Regions from separate parts of the Anas platyrhynchos genome. Here region 2 is linked to region 1. The links are chromatin contacts, called in public Hi-C maps. All regions are on one chromosome and are shown on one strand. The core of a region is the stretch at or near the end of the contact, and the rest is flanking DNA. Distances in the headings are between cores, read along the strand shown.

Region 1 (5,662 bases), core at 1,601-4,100:
GTTACAACTTCCAACCACGTCAGGCTGCAGCTCCAGTGCTGCAGACTCCTCACTCACCCACTGCGTCTCTTTCCTCAATTCCTCTCTATCTGATTTACTGTTTACTTGTGGAACATATGGGAAACATGCAGGGAAAGCATGCATCCGGGTTCATGTTCAGAATAAATACTTTTTATGACTATTCCCATGACCTGCAGCAATAGACTAGATTAGTCACCCACAACTATGTATAATCATACAATCATTTAAATACGTTTTCAAAACAGAGTACGTTTTAAGATACAGATCAACTAAATATTCCTCTATAGAGTCTCTAACACCTATTTCCTACAACTTTACTATTTCCACCTGAGAAAGCGTTATCTTCCAAGAGTTGAGTTCTCCCTCAAAAGTACTGTGCAGAAATAGAAATAAACGTGAAAGTATTTGTGCTACTCAGTCGTCTCCATGTTCTTAATGAAAGAACAATGAAGAAGTGTAGTACGTAAAGACTGAAAATTGATGCTCATGCTGAAGTAAAAGTGCCATTTATCAACATCTGCTGAAGTAGCTTTTTTTTTTTTTTTTTTTATCTTCCCATTTCAGAAAACCAAACCCCCTCTCATTTCAGGTTCATCCAAAAGCAGAATTGCAAAGATTTTCTGCTGAACAGAAAACTGAATATTTCTCTAGCAGAATATGTCATTTAATCCAAAAGCAAATAAACAACAGTTCGAATTCAACCTCACACAATATGCTTAGCAGCAGAATTGAAAGGAAATCTTGAAAAAGTAATTTTGAATTGAAATACTTAAAACCTTTTCAAGCCAAAACATTCTGAAATCTTCTCCTAAGGTAAAAATAAATAAATAAATAAATAATAAAATAAATAAATGACAAGAAACCTACAATCTTAACTGCTTTTTTTTTTTTTCTATGTAAGTAATGAGAGAGCAATGGCCTATACTACTTCGGTTAATTCAGGATTATTATTATTTTTTTTAAATTATCATCATCATCCACCTTTGGGTTGAATTAAAATCTGGTGTATCTCTTTTGGTTTGGGAAACAGTCCTGATAATCTTTTAAGTGTTGCTGCACATGCAGCTGTCAGCAGTGAAGAGCGCCTGTTGCTCTCCCCACGCCATCCACCACACAGAAGCCAGAAGCTCATCTGCTACAGGAGAGCTGGAGAACATCTCATCTGCCAGACTGCTTGACTGCATTGTGCTATAAGGTTTAACCAAAACACATGACCATATTCCTTTTCTCACAATCATGCACAAAAGATGAAAAAATAGATTTCATAAAGGAACTCTGCTTTTTGAGCTCTTTTTTTTGTATGAATTTGAGGGTGAGTGTTATTTCTACAGGAGAATTTTGGAATACTGTAGTAAACCTTTAAAAAGGAAAGGATTTTGTTTTCCTTCTTTTCAAGAAATACTTTCCCCATATGTTTCTGAGACGATGTGCGAGGCACTATAAAGTCTTTCTGTCTCACCACAACAGGGCTGTTCAGCAAAACACTTCAGCAAATGCTCAGCTGTAAGCACACTTAGGAGCCCATTTACTCCCAGTCAGTGCAAAGGTTTCTGAACCAGAAGGGACTTGCCCTCACTTCTTAAGCCAAGCACATGGGTAACAGCTTTCCTGAACTGAGGCCTCTCAGTAAGTTAGTTGTCAGGCACACATGGATGCGTGGTACTGACCACGCTGCCGAAAGAGTCAAGTTGTTCTTGGAAGAAGACTGGTCGATCTCTACTGGCCAGCTCCTTCGCCAGCTCCATCTGAACTGAGAAAATGTGGTATCTGGAAAATTATTTGAAACAATTTCCCTTCAACAGGTTTACTTGTTGTTCTGCTTGTTTGGGGGACAGAAGGCTGAAATGCAAAGAGTCATTACTTGGTGAAAAGCAAAAAAACATTTCCATATATGATTACTTACATTAATATGTATCATTTTACATAGTACATCTACATATGGAATCTATTATTATTGAGGAAATGTTTTTTTAATGAGGAAGACTGAACAATACTTAAGAGAGAAAATGTTCAAACCAATGCTAATTTGCAGCAGAAGTAACAAAATATTTTAATAAAAAACAGTAAAAAGTCTGGCCTTCATACCCAATACCAGCCCTATCATCCTATGTTTACACCTTGAGAACAGGATTCAGCTCGTGTGGCTTTTCCAATCTTTGCAAACTTCCTCAGCCTAAGTTTAAACTCCACCTCTGTCAAAGAGTTTTAAGAGTAAGAACAGTTTTTCAGCTCTGCAGAAGAATAGAGATAGCTCGTCAGACTTCTTTTTTTTTCATGAAAGTATTTTTTATTACCCCTGTTTTTTCACAGAGCCTGTGCCTGCCCTCCATCCCTAGTCCCAAACTCATAAAGAAAAAATAAATAATAATAATAATAAAAGGATTTAGGAAATACAATCACTTCTGTATAAATGTAGCTAATTATATTCTCAATTGCTGAAACACTGTTTCCTCTCCCTGCATGCTGGGATTAATTAAGCTTTCCTTAAATGCTGTATATGAATTAAGAAGAAGCAAACAACAAAAAACCCTCACTATTTTCAAATGAAAAAAATCTGGTGCTAAAAAGTCCTGGCAGGCTAAGCATTAGTACAATAAAACTGCTGGCTTTTCAATGGTAAAAATAAAGTGACTAAAAGCTCCGTTGTAAAAAGGGGAGACTTTCGAGAAAACCCCTTCACGGCAGGAGGGAGATACTTTCTTTCAGGAATCATATCAGAAACAAGGATGAATTATTACTATCAAATATAAGCCTCAAAATAGAATCCCTCTGTTATCGTAGTGCAAATATTAATGCATATTTGCTATTCCTGCCAAATGTTATCAGCGTTGTTCCGACTTGCAGGGAACAACCTGTTCTGTGCGGATCCTGACTGGACTAGGACTGGACTAGGTTTATCATTTTAACACCAACAACGTCGTTTTGTTCACCTTGAGAAACCACAGCACGAGCGACGCTCACCAGGGGATATAGCAAGGATCTGCACTGGCTCGGCAGAAAAAGCCTCGGGAGCCCCAGCACCGCGAGATGAGCAGAGGGGCTCCTCTAGTCCCCGGTGCTGTCACTGGCCCTGGCATCTACCTTAACTTGCTCTCTTTACTTACCTTCGTACAGACAGCAGTGTTAAGCACTTTTTTGTAGGCTCAACTGCTGCATTACTCTTCCACCCCCTCCTCATTTATTTATTTATTCATGTTCATTCTGAATTTCCAGCCATTTTCTTTGCTATGAATGTTTCTTTAGATTGATTACAATTTCCTGAAAGATGCATGCTTGGTTCTGATAATCCCTCAGCTTCTCCCATATTATCCATGTTACTTTTTTCCTTATTTTCTGTCTCATTGTTTTTGTTTTGCTTTAATCCATGTGAATTTCTTCAGTACTCTCTGCTTTATTAAAACAGACTCCTTGTTTAAAGCATGGTACGTCTGCTTTCTCCCCTCCCCCCCCCCCCCCTTAAACTATTTTATTTTATTTTTTAATTTATCAACTTTCAAAGCTTCCTTGCTATGTTGTCCAAGTCTCTCTTTCAATGACATGGTGTCAAAATGGCAGTGAAACCAGCACCAGCCCAAGCTACACTGGTTTTGATAGGGAACTTACTGGGAACATCCCACAGGAGCCAGGTGCTGAAACAGATGTGTGTCCTGCCAAAGACTCAATTTACAATAATGCAATTTACAACAGTATTGTGAACATAAGTCCTGATTTTGAGTCTGCACATTGCAAAAATAGTCCAACTTAGTAAATGAGAAGAAATAAGGCAAACAGACTAGAAAATTATCCTCAGTTCTTTTAGGTGATGATAGCTCATAACACAAAGGTCTCAAAACCACAACTCTGAACTAAAATACCTCATGTATAAGAAGAGGACTGGATCATCATCTTTGTCATTGCAGCCCTCTGCTTAGGCTTCTCTCGAGTAAAACTGGCTGGCAATCTCTCCGAAAGTCTCTCTACAGGGAAGACCAGTCCCAGCACCTGGCTGTATGTGGAACTAGGCAGGCATCACGACACAAGTGTTTCTCCTGTTACGTCGGTGGCCCACAGATGCTGCCACATACAATGCTGAATGCCTTCCGAGCCTTGTGTAACAACAGATTTCAATGATAAATCTGAACACCAGCACTGTTTCAGGCTTTGAAATACAGTTTACCTCTTACTGAATATGATGTGTCAAATGAATTATGAAATTCACAAGAAAGAAGAAACCTCTTATACGATCCAACCATCTCCCTGCAAGTCCAGGGCGGTTTCAAATGAAATGCAGGATTGGCAGAAGAGAGATTTATTGCCACAGTTTCTTAATTCTATATTTCATACTTTAGCAAGCTTTCCTATTGTGCTCCACATGGTGCTTTTAACAAGTTAAAAGCTATCAGTTTAACAAAAGTTTAGTCAAAAGTTATCTAAAAAGTAAAACGCAGTTGTCATCATGACACAGTGCTGAACAGTACTGCTTATATCCTGTGATGCTTTTCTTTTTTAATATATATATATAAAAAAAAAAGGATTCAAGGCAGGCTGCAGGCTTGGCACTTCCTGTGAAGGTCGGCACTCACCAGGGTGCACCTACACCGAAGCCGTAACTGAAATGCCCCCAGCTGTGGCATTGGCATGGCACGCACCTGGCAGCTCACCTGAATTGCCACTGCCAGCCTGAGCTGGTGGCTTATTCCCCACCTGCACATCCTTGGAGGTGATTCTTGCACATGAAACTGGTTTTGAAAGAAAGTCTTGGATGGCAGAAATCCCACAGAGTTTGCTGCTTCAGAAGGATGTGAAAAGAGCAGCAGGCTTGTCATTAATAGTAAAGCTGTCCTCAAGCATGCCTAACAGTAGCATCAAGTTGCTCAATTCCAAAACGCTGGTTAAAAGAAGAGTTATTCACCTGGCCACTATGTCTCACAAACACATATAGTCACGGCTCATATCAGAAATCTGCAAAAAGCAGTCCTGAGAGACCTGGAACTTGCAGTGCATTTACAATGACTTCGCTTGGGACTAAATGAAACGGGGAACATGTCAACTCTTTGTTCCAATTAAAACGTGAGGAGTTTTCTTGATCATGGAGACATCATTTTGCTGAATCACAGCCTAATGGCACTGAGTGTGTTGGGTAGTTCATGATCAGCCAGACAAATGACGATGGGCAAATAAACGGCAGCAATGGAATATGCCTTCAAGAATGGAACTTACCGGATACATCCTCTGTTATTCCTGCTGTCTAGGTAATAATATACATTAAATTGGAAGACATTTTAATCTTTAGGAATTAAATAAATAATCCTTGGATTTAGCAAGCTTAAACATGAACTTGATTTTCAGTGCATTAAATAATTCCATTGGTTACAGGGGAATTTTTATGCACATGGAGATCTCAAGAAATGCTGTAGGGTAACAACCTCAACTTTGACTAGGCCAGAAATGAGCTGGTATTAAAAGTCTGGCTTTGGCTGAAGGGATGAAGGCGATGAAATTCAGCTGAAATGCAGATTTCAACCCCCCTCAAAACTTTGAAACTGGGTCAGACCAATTTCCAATTAGCAGTTAGCGATTATGCAGGAAATCTCTTCCCCAGTGCAACAAATGTATAAAGAAAGGCAGGTTCACAAGACAGTATGTGAGTTTCTTGGTGGAG
Region 2 (5,662 bases), core at 1,286-3,785, 65 kb after region 1:
CTAGGTAACAGATCATGATTATCAACCCAGAAGGGACAGTAACACTTGTATAGGAAAGAAACAAGTTCCCAAGTATTCTGCATACGGCATTGTTTTAAAACCATAATAATTAATTTTAAATCCACATTAACAAGACCCACAATACCTTGATAGACTATTAGCTGAAGATGCAAACATAGGGAAACAGGTCAAGTTCTTTTTTTACACTTAAGATTTTTGCAGCAAAAATCTCTGCAAACTAACTTTGTGCATGAAAACTCCCCTCACGGAGGTTTTACAGACAAGCCACAGGAGTTTATTAGAACAGTAATTCATCTCAGTGTGCTCAAGCAGTTCAGCTTGATTGCCTTCTCAGACCAGTTATCGTCTCAGCTGCTTTTGTTTATTTATTTATTTTGGACCAGATGCAGAAGGAAACTTCCTTAAGCCAGAATGGCGGGGAGGACAGGCCCTTTAGTTCAATTGCTGTGCTGATGGAGATCAGACGTACAGCTTTGGGGGAAACATCTAATTTCACGTTTTAAACACCTGCATAAAAAAAAAAATCTGAGTCTGATCAGAGGAATCAGGGGACTGGGATTTATGAGTAAGACTGTCAAGAGTATAAGAAACAGAATACAGTATTTCCAGCTCTCTTGCCAAATACGTATTATGACTTCAGTTCATTTTACATAGATTCAAGTGAGCAAAAAAAAAAAAAAAAAAAAAGAGAGAGGGAGAGAGAGAAAAGGAAAAAAAAAAAAGTCTTACAGTCTACAGAAACATCAGGGATTAAATGTCAATAGCAAATCTCTCAGTACTTCCTGCCACTATGCCAAATAAAGCCTGCTTCCAAGCCAAACATCTGCTTTGTCTGTCCCAAACAGGAACTCATGAGAAGGAAATGTAGCACCCTTTACCACTGTGGTCAAAAGACAACATTTTTAAAATTCCACTTAATTCAACGATTTACCTGTAAAATCTCTGAAAAAGTATTAAAAAAAAAAAAAAAAAGGCTATTTGTACTCTGTTCCTCAAGGGCTTCCATGACCAAGACATCATTCATCAATCATGCAAATGCTGTACTGGCAAGAATATTCACCCAGGCTAATGTTTTTCACAGAAGCTCTCATTCCACATACATTAATTCTAAAAGAATAAACCAGACTGACATTTATTATGTGCACATGTATATAGAGCCCTCTGTCTCTTTTGCTCTCTAAAATATGAGATTATACAAAAATCAGGTGTTCCAATGACATTAACACAACTCTGGGAGTACAGCTTTATCTGTGCCTATGCTATCAAGCCTCCGCAATAACTGTAGGGGATCACATATTTTTCCTATTTTCCTGCTCTTTGCTGCAACTGAAGAGTAATATCATAGTATACCAGATTATATTCTGCAAACCTATACTGCAAATTAACATATATAAACATTTTTCTAGGCCAAAAACTCTAGCAGAGCTCCCCCAGCACAGCATTCTGATGTTCCAGGCTGCGGAGGCATCCTGGGAACCGCATTCGAAATTCCCTGCTGTCATTTGTGAAGGCTGACAGATTGTCCCCACAGATAACAGGACAGCATTCTTTATGAGGAGCTGGGATCTTTTCGAATGAATACAAGGCTTCTACAATTACAGGTAAGTGCCGTACTCCTCCCTTTTAGAAAGAAAATCCTCTTAGATGCCAATACCAGTGGAGGCAAACTGTGAATCTTGGTACGTACTGTGACAGTGAGATACTCTAGAAATTGTTCCTGTGCATTTTACAGAGCTAAAAAAAAATAATCAGATATATTTCTCTCAAACAATTACATATCTCAAGCATGAAAATGCCAGTCGATGATGACATACCCAACAGTTCAAAGCAAAAGGAGAACTGTAACAACATATATCAAAACATGTGCCATGTATATTGAGCTGCTGCTCCATTCAGCTGAGCTGTACCAATTTACACCACCTGACAATCTTGCCAAAACATTCTTTGCATTCCTAAAACAATTTGTATATGCAATTAATTAATTCCCACATCGCTTTGTTGAGACACTTAAGTCAGCTTTCTCCCTTTGGAGGCTGGAGATGTGTTGACTAACAAAACTTACAGAACCAGGAAGGGGCAAAGCCCAGCTGAGCACTTCTTGCTTGCCTTAATCCTGTGATTGCTCTCACAAATAGATCACAGGGCACTTAAAGCTGTGGAGGTAAAGGACCCAGAAGCTATGTTACTGGTCAGAAAATATTTAAAATTTAGAATAGCATTATTTGGCTATGAACATCAGAGTTCAAAACCATGGTGAAGGCACTGCCACAGCGTGAACAGTAAAATAAGGAAGGGAAACAAGAAGGAGAGACAAAACTGAGATAATCCACCCACGCGTGCACACACACAAAGGAACAATAAATAAATCCATAGCACTATCAAGAAATGAATAAAACAGTTCAATACATTTACCAGCTGTTATGACCTTGAGGTCTCTTTTAAAAGAGATAGTGAGTTCTCCACACTGGAGGAAAGGAACCAGAAGTTCAAGTCAAACTATGTTTTAGATACGAATGTCTGCAGATAGGAATATGTCTATATCCAGTTTCTTTCAGGACTGATAAATCAGCAATGACTCAAGAGATCCTAATTCTTTTGGGAATAAAAAACTTTTGTTTTTCTCCTAATAAATCCCATTGGCATTGCTATTCAGATATTACAGAAGTAAATGGCAAAAGATAGCCGCTAATAGTGAACAGGTTTTCAATAAAGAACAATATTTATTCAGTCTGCATTATTTAAAAAGCATTTTGTTAGGACTTGCTGGAGTTTTTAGTTGTTTTTATCTCGTAGATCTCTTATCAGTTTCAAGCCAAAAGTCATGTTTCCACACGAAATATTAATAGTCTCATTTTGCACTAGTGGGCATGCTGCATTGCAACAAGCTGCAGCTTGCTGCCAAGTGGAGCTTGCATTGCTGGGGACATGCTACATTTTTAGGTCAACATTTGAAAGACAAACAGCTATTAAGCATCTCTGTGCAATACACGTGGATTCTTCCCTTTGCCTCCTTTAAAACTTCCATTGTACTTACTAATCCTTACATGCATTGAGAGTGCAAGGATTGCTACGAGATACTTCTTAATACGGAATACTCCATGCATCAGCTATGTGCTGTTGGTGGCAATGCTTTTCTCTGTTCTTCATCTAGATAACACAGAAGCAGACAGGAAACAGAAACTGAGAATTGCGAAAGAAGTGTTAAGTGATGAAACATTTTTAAAAAATCCTTCAGGCCTTCATTCCCATTTCCTCAAGTTTGCTGCTACGCTGGACGTAGGAAGACAGGGAACTGAGCTCCAAGTCAGACCACCTGGTAGGCTGCTGAAAAGCCAGGAAGGCCTGGGAACCTTTGTATCTCAGTGAAATGAAAGACCTTTTCCCATCCAGCCATCCTTAATTGCTCAGTGTATTTCCTGGCGATCGCAAAGGAAATGAGTTGCTGCTCAATTCACTAGAGCCCTGTTCTATAGCTCACTTTAAAAAACAAAAAAAAAAATCAATGAGGGGGAAAAAGGCATAAAAGAGTAGCCGAGCAAAATGGGTAACTGGACTTAAAGAAACTCGGATCTAATTCCTAGGTTGCTTTTAGTTTCCCATATGGTTTTGAGCAGATGCATTTTATCTACCTTACCACAGCTGCTCACTGTTTCACCTGTTAATGGACTTTAGCCATCACAGAAACTGCAATTCCCTCAAATATTCTGAGGGAGAGTACCATGTACATCTGTAGGTACCCTCCTTACATCCACTCACAAGCCTCCCACTAGTTGTTTGTATCTTTTCTGCTACTTAGATTTATTTTTGTAAAAGAAGGTCCCATGAACATAGTCACACAACAGCTGCCTGACAGTCAAGGCTGCAGGAGCTTGTCCCTCATAAGGAACACCTGCAATCTCTCTAAAACTTCCACAAGTACACAACACCATACGTTGGTACATGCTGGAGTGAAACCAGGCGTGGATTTGGAGTTGGAACCCCAGCAAAGTTTCCAAGGGCACAGGGAAAAGCAAGCAGACCTTTAGAAAAGTCAAGCAGTCCATACTCTGGGACCAGTGTTTATGAACTTACCTTGCCATCAATCAGTTCCCATCTCATATGGGAATTTTATTATCACTGTTCTTTGTGAACATAGTCTTTGGGGGTATTTCCCAAGGGCATTCCCTTTTAGTACAAAAAAACAAGCACAAAAATGAAACAAAAAACTTTGACCAAACTGGAAATGAATGAGAGAATGTTTATTAATTCTCTGCATGTGAGAACTAAATTTGCAAAAGTGAATAGTTAGGAAATTTGGACATCTAAAATGGAATTGATTTCTGTGCATCTATTAATATGGCTTATATTGAAAGACTTGGTTTTAGATGTACTGTTGCTAAGCTCATGGATTCCCTCATTACTGTCAGCCAAATAAAGCATTGACATCGTACATGGCTTTTCCCCTAAAGTATTCCCACATAATGGCAGGTAGGAAGAGGCTATTATTTCCAATTAATGAAATCATCATCTAATTTATTTTATCTGGTTTTAGGAGACAAAAACCATCTGATGTTAAAATAAAATAAAAAAAGCAATACTTTCCATATGACCTGAGCATCATCCACTTGCTAATTCCTCAAGTGTTTGAGTAAAGCACCAGACACAAGCCTCTGTTACCTGGGATCTGGCCAGTTGCCACATGTTAACTACAAGGAGCATGTGAGGGGAGCAGCGAGAGGAGAAAGGGAAAGAGGGAGACAATGAAAGAGTAGAAGAAAATGAGAAGACAATGGGACTCGGTGACTTAGAACATATTAAACTGCGGTAGTGTTCAAAAAAGGAAAAATAAGTGTTAGAAAACATGAGTGTGTTTCGTTAAGCATAACAAGTAATTTAAATCCTGTCCCAGGAGGCACCAATTATGTCCCATCCTCTTCAGCAACAGCGTGGTTTCAGCAGTAAATTCCTGTGTTTATTTCTGGAGGAAGGGTTTTCTCCAACTGCTATAAAATACTTGTAAAAAATTTCATTTAAGGAACACATTATCCTTTTGCAGATGGAGTAGCTAGAACATCAGCTGCAGAGACCTGATTTCAGACACAAGGAAATGGGCACATCAGAGCCCGGGTGACAATCAAGTGCAATAAATAGTTAGTCATTAGATTGCCTTCCCTCCTCCCTGCTGCTGGCACAGTTTCACTCTCTGTTAACCACAGGGGGCTGAGTAAAGAGACAGCTCTACCTCTTACACTGTCTAAAGACAAGCAAAATCCATGCAATCTAGAGTTCGAACGTGAAGAATAAACATCCTGAGTGTCTCTAAGTTTTGGATTGGCCTCGTCGTCTGAAGGAGGAAGGTAATGCAAATTACCTTTTCCAAACCAGTGTACAGTTAAGAACAGACCTGTTTTGTTTGGTTCCCTTAGTTGTAGCAACTTCTGAAATACAAATACAGCTGATCCAGCAAAGCTTTAAGAGCTTCTTCCTTGCTTCCTTCTCCCAGGCAGAGTTAGGATTAATTCAATTAGCTTAAGTAGTTTCAGTACACACAAAACATTTTAGATTTACTTTGGTTATTAAATACTGAAAAAAAATCCAGAGATACCACTACTAATCTCAGCCACAGCTGCAGTTTGCCTGACATTTATTAGAAGTCACAACA

What was found. Hi-C and Micro-C count contacts between places; a contact is called where the count stands out from the background.
Region 2: a contact with region 1 is called in a Hi-C map of small yellow follicle, with 2.1 times the contacts expected there. The contact joins two enhancer-like sites. A contact is called at or near these places in 2 of 8 Hi-C or Micro-C datasets (skeletal muscle and small yellow follicle).

The regions. Positions count from the first base shown.
Region 1 is chr4:46,099,346-46,105,007 of IASCAAS_PekinDuck_T2T, forward strand. All of the region lies in intron 15 of AFG2A (AFG2 AAA ATPase homolog A), which reads right to left. Among named protein-coding and RNA genes, the nearest start is that of SPRY1, 43 kb to the left of the region's middle. Within about 2 kb of position 2,851, at least 2 of the 8 cell types and tissues checked have an H3K27ac peak or open chromatin away from gene starts, as enhancers often do. A contact at or near this core is called in small yellow follicle, where this site is marked.
Region 2 is chr4:46,164,401-46,170,062 of IASCAAS_PekinDuck_T2T, forward strand. The region is part of intron 14 of AFG2A (AFG2 AAA ATPase homolog A); the gene reads right to left. Among named protein-coding and RNA genes, the nearest start is that of NUDT6, 100 kb to the right of the region's middle. Within about 2 kb of position 2,536, at least 2 of the 8 cell types and tissues checked have an H3K27ac peak or open chromatin away from gene starts, as enhancers often do. A contact at or near this core is called in small yellow follicle, where this site is marked.